Linked DNA regions of Sus scrofa: region 1 is linked to region 2. Evidence: chromatin contacts called from public promoter capture Hi-C data. All regions are on one chromosome and are shown on one strand. The core of a region is the stretch at or near the end of the contact, and the rest is flanking DNA. Distances in the headings are between cores, read along the strand shown.

Region 1 (2,954 bases), core at 2-2,501, 110 kb before region 2:
GTAAAAATAAAGCCCCACGTCTCCCTCAGGAACAGAAAGGCTTCTATGAAGCGGCAATGTCCAGGCCACGCCGCAGACCCACGCACCCCAGCGAGTCACCCTGGAACCCAGACACTTAAGCACCTTGCGACACAAAGATGTCTACGGGATTATCAGTTGCAGAAAAACTACTTATACTAAAAAAGTAAGATTAAACCAAAGACTTTTTACAACGTAAAACGAGAACCGTCCCTACTCGCCGAAACCCACCACATAAGGGAGCAACACCAACAGCAAGGGGGGGGTGGGGGTCCCCTTGTTTATTAGATGCAGGCAAACAGCTATATTTAACAATTTCTCCCGAAGGCCCGATGCCAGGGCGGAGGATCTGGGTAGAGGGGCATACAGAAGCAGAGGGCACACCCGCTGCGGGGGACAGTAGCCTGCTTCGGTGCAGTCCGAGAGGCGCTCGCCTGGGCACAGCCGCACTTCCCAGGCGCCCGCATCTCCGCCGCTCGGCCCACCTCGCCAACAAAGGCCGCATCCACCGCTTCCCGGTGGGAAACCCCAAGACCGCGCGGGGAGCGCACTGCCTGCTCCAGCCCGGGTTGGGGTCTGCGCGGCCGCGCCCGGAGCGAGTCCAGCCGCACTGGGTCCGGGGCTGCGGGCCACCGCGGGGCGCACGGCAGAGGCTCGCGTGATCCCGGGGGAGGGCGGGTGAGGGATCTAAGCCGCGCGGGGTCCCAAGAGGATGGGGCAGCGCTGCAGGAGGGATGGGGGCTGGGGAGGCCAAGGCGGCCCGCCGCCCCCCGCAACCTCGATGCCTTTCATTTGGCCTCTGCGGCGGCAGAGGCAGCCCGACCTCGAGGGCTAAGCACTGCGCCAAGCAGGGGCGGGCGCGGGAGGCGCGCCAGAACCGCCGCAGCGCCGGACCACCCCCACCTCCCCGCGCCCCGCGCCCCTGGCTCGGACCCGCAGGCCGCACTCGCTTGGCGGGCGCAGGAGAAAGGGTTCAGGCGCTCGCCCGGTCCCCACCTCAATGTAGCCGGCCAGCGCCGCAGCGGGAGCCGACAGCCCGAGCAGCAATAAGAGGAGGAATTTGCCCGTGGCAGCTGCGGCCGCGGTCCGGGTGGCCGCCATCCCTCGCCGGGTCCCACTTGCGGTCGGCTCTCAAAAATCGCACCCTCGACGTTCGAAGCTCTCCCTACCGCGACCCTGAAGCAACTGAAGCCAGTTCGCCGCCGCCCCGGGGGTTTTACACCAACCGGAACTGACTTCACAAACCCACGCCCTCCATTTCCGAAGCCCAATGCTGGCCCGCAGAACCGCCCCAAGACCCCGCCCCTTGTTCAGCCCAGACCCAATCAGGGGACGGAAAAGCCCGCACCCCGCCGCCCCTGCCGCGCACCCCCACAAGGCCCCGCCCCTCGGCCGCTGACGCCCCGCCCCAGCCTAGACCCTACAGCCCCCGGAGCGCGGGGGTGTGCGCGGGTGGGTGGAAGGGAGGCCGAGGTTCGGTTCCAGTCGGGGGCGCGCCTCGGGCTCCAGCGTCGCGGCACAGTTATCCGTCCGCACTGCGCCCGTGTCTTCGCCTGCTGCCGCCTGATAAGGGCACGCCCCGCTCCCCCGCCCCTGCGGGGTATTTTCCAGATTCCTTTGGGTACCGCCCTCTTTTTGGTTCTGAAAATCTTTTATTAAAAACAGGATTTTAAAAACCAGGATGAATTGTTCCGAGGCCAGGCAAGGTTGCTGAAGGCCCTCCTCTTGGGCTGAGGAAGGGCTGCCATGAGGCAGCTTTCCTCCGCTTCGACCCTGAGCAGGGCGCGCCCCTTTCCAGCGCGAGGAGCCGACTTCGCCCTTTTGTCGCTCCTTGAAGGGCTCCGCCCCCGCAGTGTTTCCAGGCTTTTGACCTCTGTTCCTTAGGCCTCACCCTTACCCTTCCTTCCCAGGGGCGACTCGAACCTAGGATGGCGTCCTCCTACTGCAGACCAGCTGGGCAAGGACCTCAAAGCCCAAGGTCGCCTTCCTCGTGTGTTTTAGGAAAAAAGCATTTTTCTTTCTTCAGTCTAAGATGACTAGCAAGAGACCTGCTTCCCTCTGCCTTTTTGCTCCACTGCTTTTCCACTTCAGGAAACATTCAGCTGCTCTGGTCCTCAGCTGCCAAGGCCTGGCCAGGGCTGGGGCGCCTCTGGCTTTGTTTCCTTTCAATAGCCTCGTGATTTATGGACCACCCCCTGCAGAGTCCTTGCTAGTTTCCAAATAAATAGAGACCAGAGTCTCTAAAAAGGAAGAGGCAGTGTCCACAGAGCACACGGTGAGGAGAACGCTGCATTTTCCAGCCTCTGCGTGGCATGCCCGTTCTTGTGATTGAACAGCTCTATCTACCCCGCTGCCCAAAAGCAGCCCGCACCTTTCCACTACAGAGCGTTCCCATGCCTGCACTGTCCTCGCTCCAACATTTACCCGTTGAAAACATTTTCATCTTCCTGTGCTCGCTTGGAGGTAGCCATCTGTTTCTGAATCCCCAGAGTGCTGTTCCCCATTATGGCACTTGTTCCCCTGGTTATTTCCATAGCCCTTGTGCCACTGACAAGATATGGATATATGTCATACTGCAGGTTATCTCACCCTCCATACCCCATCACACATTTGTGAAGCATCACTGAAACCACTTCTGTGGCACTGGTCCTAGTTCAGCTGCTGCTTTGGACTGAATTGTGTCGTCCCCAGCATTCACCTATGTTGCAGCCCTGGCCCCCAGTAGGTTGGTAGTCAGAGATGGGGCCTTTGGGAGGTAATTAGGATTAGATGACGTCTTGAGGGTAAGGGCCCTCAAAGGGGATTAGTGCTCTTATAATAAGAGACCAGAGAGTTTGCTTTCTTTCCCCACCCCCATCCCACCCCCACCCCATGTGAGGACATAGTGAGATCAGGAAAAGTGTCCTCAGCATGGGACACCAGGTTGGCCAGCACCA
Region 2 (2,751 bases), core at 200-2,699:
CGCTCAAGCTCCTCACTTTGGAAGAAAGTATTAACTATTTCTCGGAGTCACTGTGTTCCATGGCAGGCTGGAATGGCTGGTCTTAGGTTTGACCAATTTAGCCATGGCACGGGAGCCTGGCTCTTGGCAGCTTCTGGACTGCTGTGGTTAGAGTAGGGTAGCTCTCTGGATCCCTTACTCACAGACTGGAACTGGAGAAATAAGTACATTGAGTTATAATAGTTACTTGTATTTAAGCCAGCCTAATTTGTGCCTAATCACAGTTCTCAAGTTAATTTTGGGTTTTGAATTTGGTTATTGGCGGTTTCCAAGGGATGGCTGGCAAATGCCATGACTTGTCAGTGCAAAGGAACCGTGTCTAGGTTGATAGGGCAGGTGCAGCCCACACACTGAGGCAGCTCAGAGCTAACCATCAAGTTTAGGGGTAGGGCAGTGACCTACGTGACCTACGTCTTGACTTTAGACCCTGTGGCTGCAGGGCCTGTCTGGCTGCTGGGCCAGGTGTGTTTTATCCCCATGTCACTCATAGCCTCGAGTGTGAGTTAGAACCTGCAGGGGATGAGTGTGGAGAGCAACGTGGTTTTATGGGATGAGCGCCCTTGCTGACAATTTACATCCAGAAAACAGTCACTTCAACCCATGTTTGTGGCAGCAGGGCGTTTCAAGCCTTTCCTTTGTCCTTCATGTGTGGATGAGAGAGACTTTTTGTATAACTTCCCAGTTTCTAGATGGTTGATCATTTTAGTTTATGTTTCTTGGGTCTTCTCATTTGCCTGTAGGCTAGAAGGGATCTTGAACAGCCGAATAGTCCATCCCTTCATGTAAAAATGCATTTAAACGTTTGTACCGTGTGACAGGATGGAAGAGCCCTGAGCACACCGAGGCCTTTAGCAGGGTCCTGACATGGAAACTTTGAAAATGTGTGCCTCCATGTATGTCATTTCAAAAGAATGTGTAAACACATACAGACCAGAAAGGCAGAAAGCTATGAATACCTTCCATTCATCATGCTACAAGATTTCCCAATCTGCATTGCACCCTCTTATGCAAATAACTGTCTTTTCTGCTTTGGCCATTCTGATTTTTCATTGAGTCCAGAGAAATGCTTGCTAGATTTAATTTTTTTGAAGGAAAACAACTAAAGTCCACATGTGCAAGGGTAGTGTAGCCATGCTGGTACTTGTGCTCTAGTACAAAGTTCCTTGTGTCACAGCCAAAGCCACGTGCATGTGGCTTTTGGAGGTCAGTCTTAGGTGAGCTATTTTTTTTTTTTTTCCTCTCACACATTCTAAAAAGCAGGGCTATGTATTTTTTCATCTTTTCTATCCAGATTGGTAATGACCAACTGAAGGGAAGCCTTCCAACCCCATTGGTAATGTAACTATTTTTCTCTCCTCTAATGCTGCCTGCTCAGTTGGAGCTGCAGGTAGGTTTTTTTCCTGTGTTTCACTCACATAACAGAATGTTATTTAAGTGTTTGCCTGACCTGCTGTTCTTTGCAACCTGTACTTACTAAATCCTGGTGGAAACGACAATTTGGTTGCTATAAACGCAAATTAGTTAATGAATACCAATAATGTATTTCCAAATAGGAAGCGAGTTAAACCGTGGGCTGCAATTTGCACATACACACAACACATGGTAGGACTAAGTGATCTGCAAGGTCCCTTCCAGCTCTGAAACAACCGAAAGACTTTTGCAGTGGCTCTGAGTTCATACTGTATGTGTAGCACTGCCGAAACCCAGTAGCATTTTCACTGGAGTCCTTTCCCCTGGGATCTTGCAGTCTAATTTGACAGACGATGTTAATGTAAGATGGGTCACAGTGAAGTGCTAAATTTAAAGGAAAAGCCTATAATCGCTATAGGAAGTTGGAAGAGTGAAAGGCCAAAGAAAGATGGAGTTGGGGAATAATTCATTGGTGATGTAAATCTTAAACTTGTCCTTGAAAGAGAGACAGGAGGAAGGTAGACCATTTCAGAGGAGGGCAGCCATGGCATCAAAGGCTGAGACACAGGAATGTGCTTGATGTGGTTACGGGACTGTGCACACGCTGGCCTGACCCTCGCACAGATGCCACTTGGAGGATAGTGGAGAGGAAGGTATGTTGGGTGGGGCTCCTGCACCAAAGCTTTTGAAAACTGAGCAGAAAGCAGGCCAGAGAAAAATTGCTTAAAAAAAAAAAAAAAAAAGAAAAGAAACATTGATATCCTAGATCAAAATAATAAAAAATCAGATCAATAATTTAGGTTCCTAAATACAAAACATTTTTTTAAAAATTAAAAAAAAATCAGATTCCTTTAGCTCTTAATATCATATTTTAGAAACATTTTAATGGTTTTTGTCTGCAAAGAATTTGTTGTCACAGAATTCATTTCTTTCTTTCTTTTTTTTTTTTTTTAAGGGCTGCACTCATGGCATATGAAGTTCCCAGGCTAGGGGTCAAATCAGAGCTGCAGCTGCCGGCCTATGCCACAGCCATGACAATACCAGATTCGAGCCAAATATGTGACCTACACCATAGCTCATGGCAAGGCTGGCTTCTTAACCCACTGAGAGGGGACAGATTGAACCTGAGTCCTTATGGATACTAGTTGGGTTCATCACTGCTGAGCCACAGCAGACGCTCTATCTCAGAATTCATTTCAGTGAATTTCTCATCACATGTTTTAGCAACTATGCCATTTTGGCACCTTTATTTATTTATTTTTTATGGCTGCACCCACAGCATTTAGTAGTTCCCGAGCCAGG

The links. Promoter capture Hi-C pulls out the DNA fragments that hold promoters and counts their contacts.
Region 1: a promoter capture Hi-C map of liver shows a contact between it and region 2, with 4 times the contacts expected there. The contact joins the promoter of APLP2 here to the enhancer-like site in region 2. A contact is called at or near these places in 1 of 5 promoter capture datasets (liver), 4 of 47 Hi-C or Micro-C datasets (embryonic fibroblasts, epiblast stem cells, fibroblasts and 1 more) and 1 of 2 datasets of contacts at active chromatin or transcription factors (alveolar macrophages).

The regions. Positions count from the first base shown.
Region 1 is chr9:56,797,078-56,800,031 of Sscrofa11.1, reverse strand. It overlaps APLP2 (amyloid-like protein 2), which reads right to left and starts at 1,251. Exons shown (of 17, transcript XM_021063158.1): 1 at 1,015-1,251. The coding sequence starts at 1,119.
Region 2 is chr9:56,683,794-56,686,544 of Sscrofa11.1, reverse strand. The region is part of intron 11 of PRDM10 (PR domain zinc finger protein 10); the gene reads left to right. Among named protein-coding and RNA genes, the nearest start is that of NFRKB, 29 kb to the right of the region's middle. Within about 2 kb of position 1,449, at least 9 of the 83 cell types and tissues checked have an H3K27ac peak or open chromatin away from gene starts, as enhancers often do. A contact at or near this core is called in liver, where this site is marked.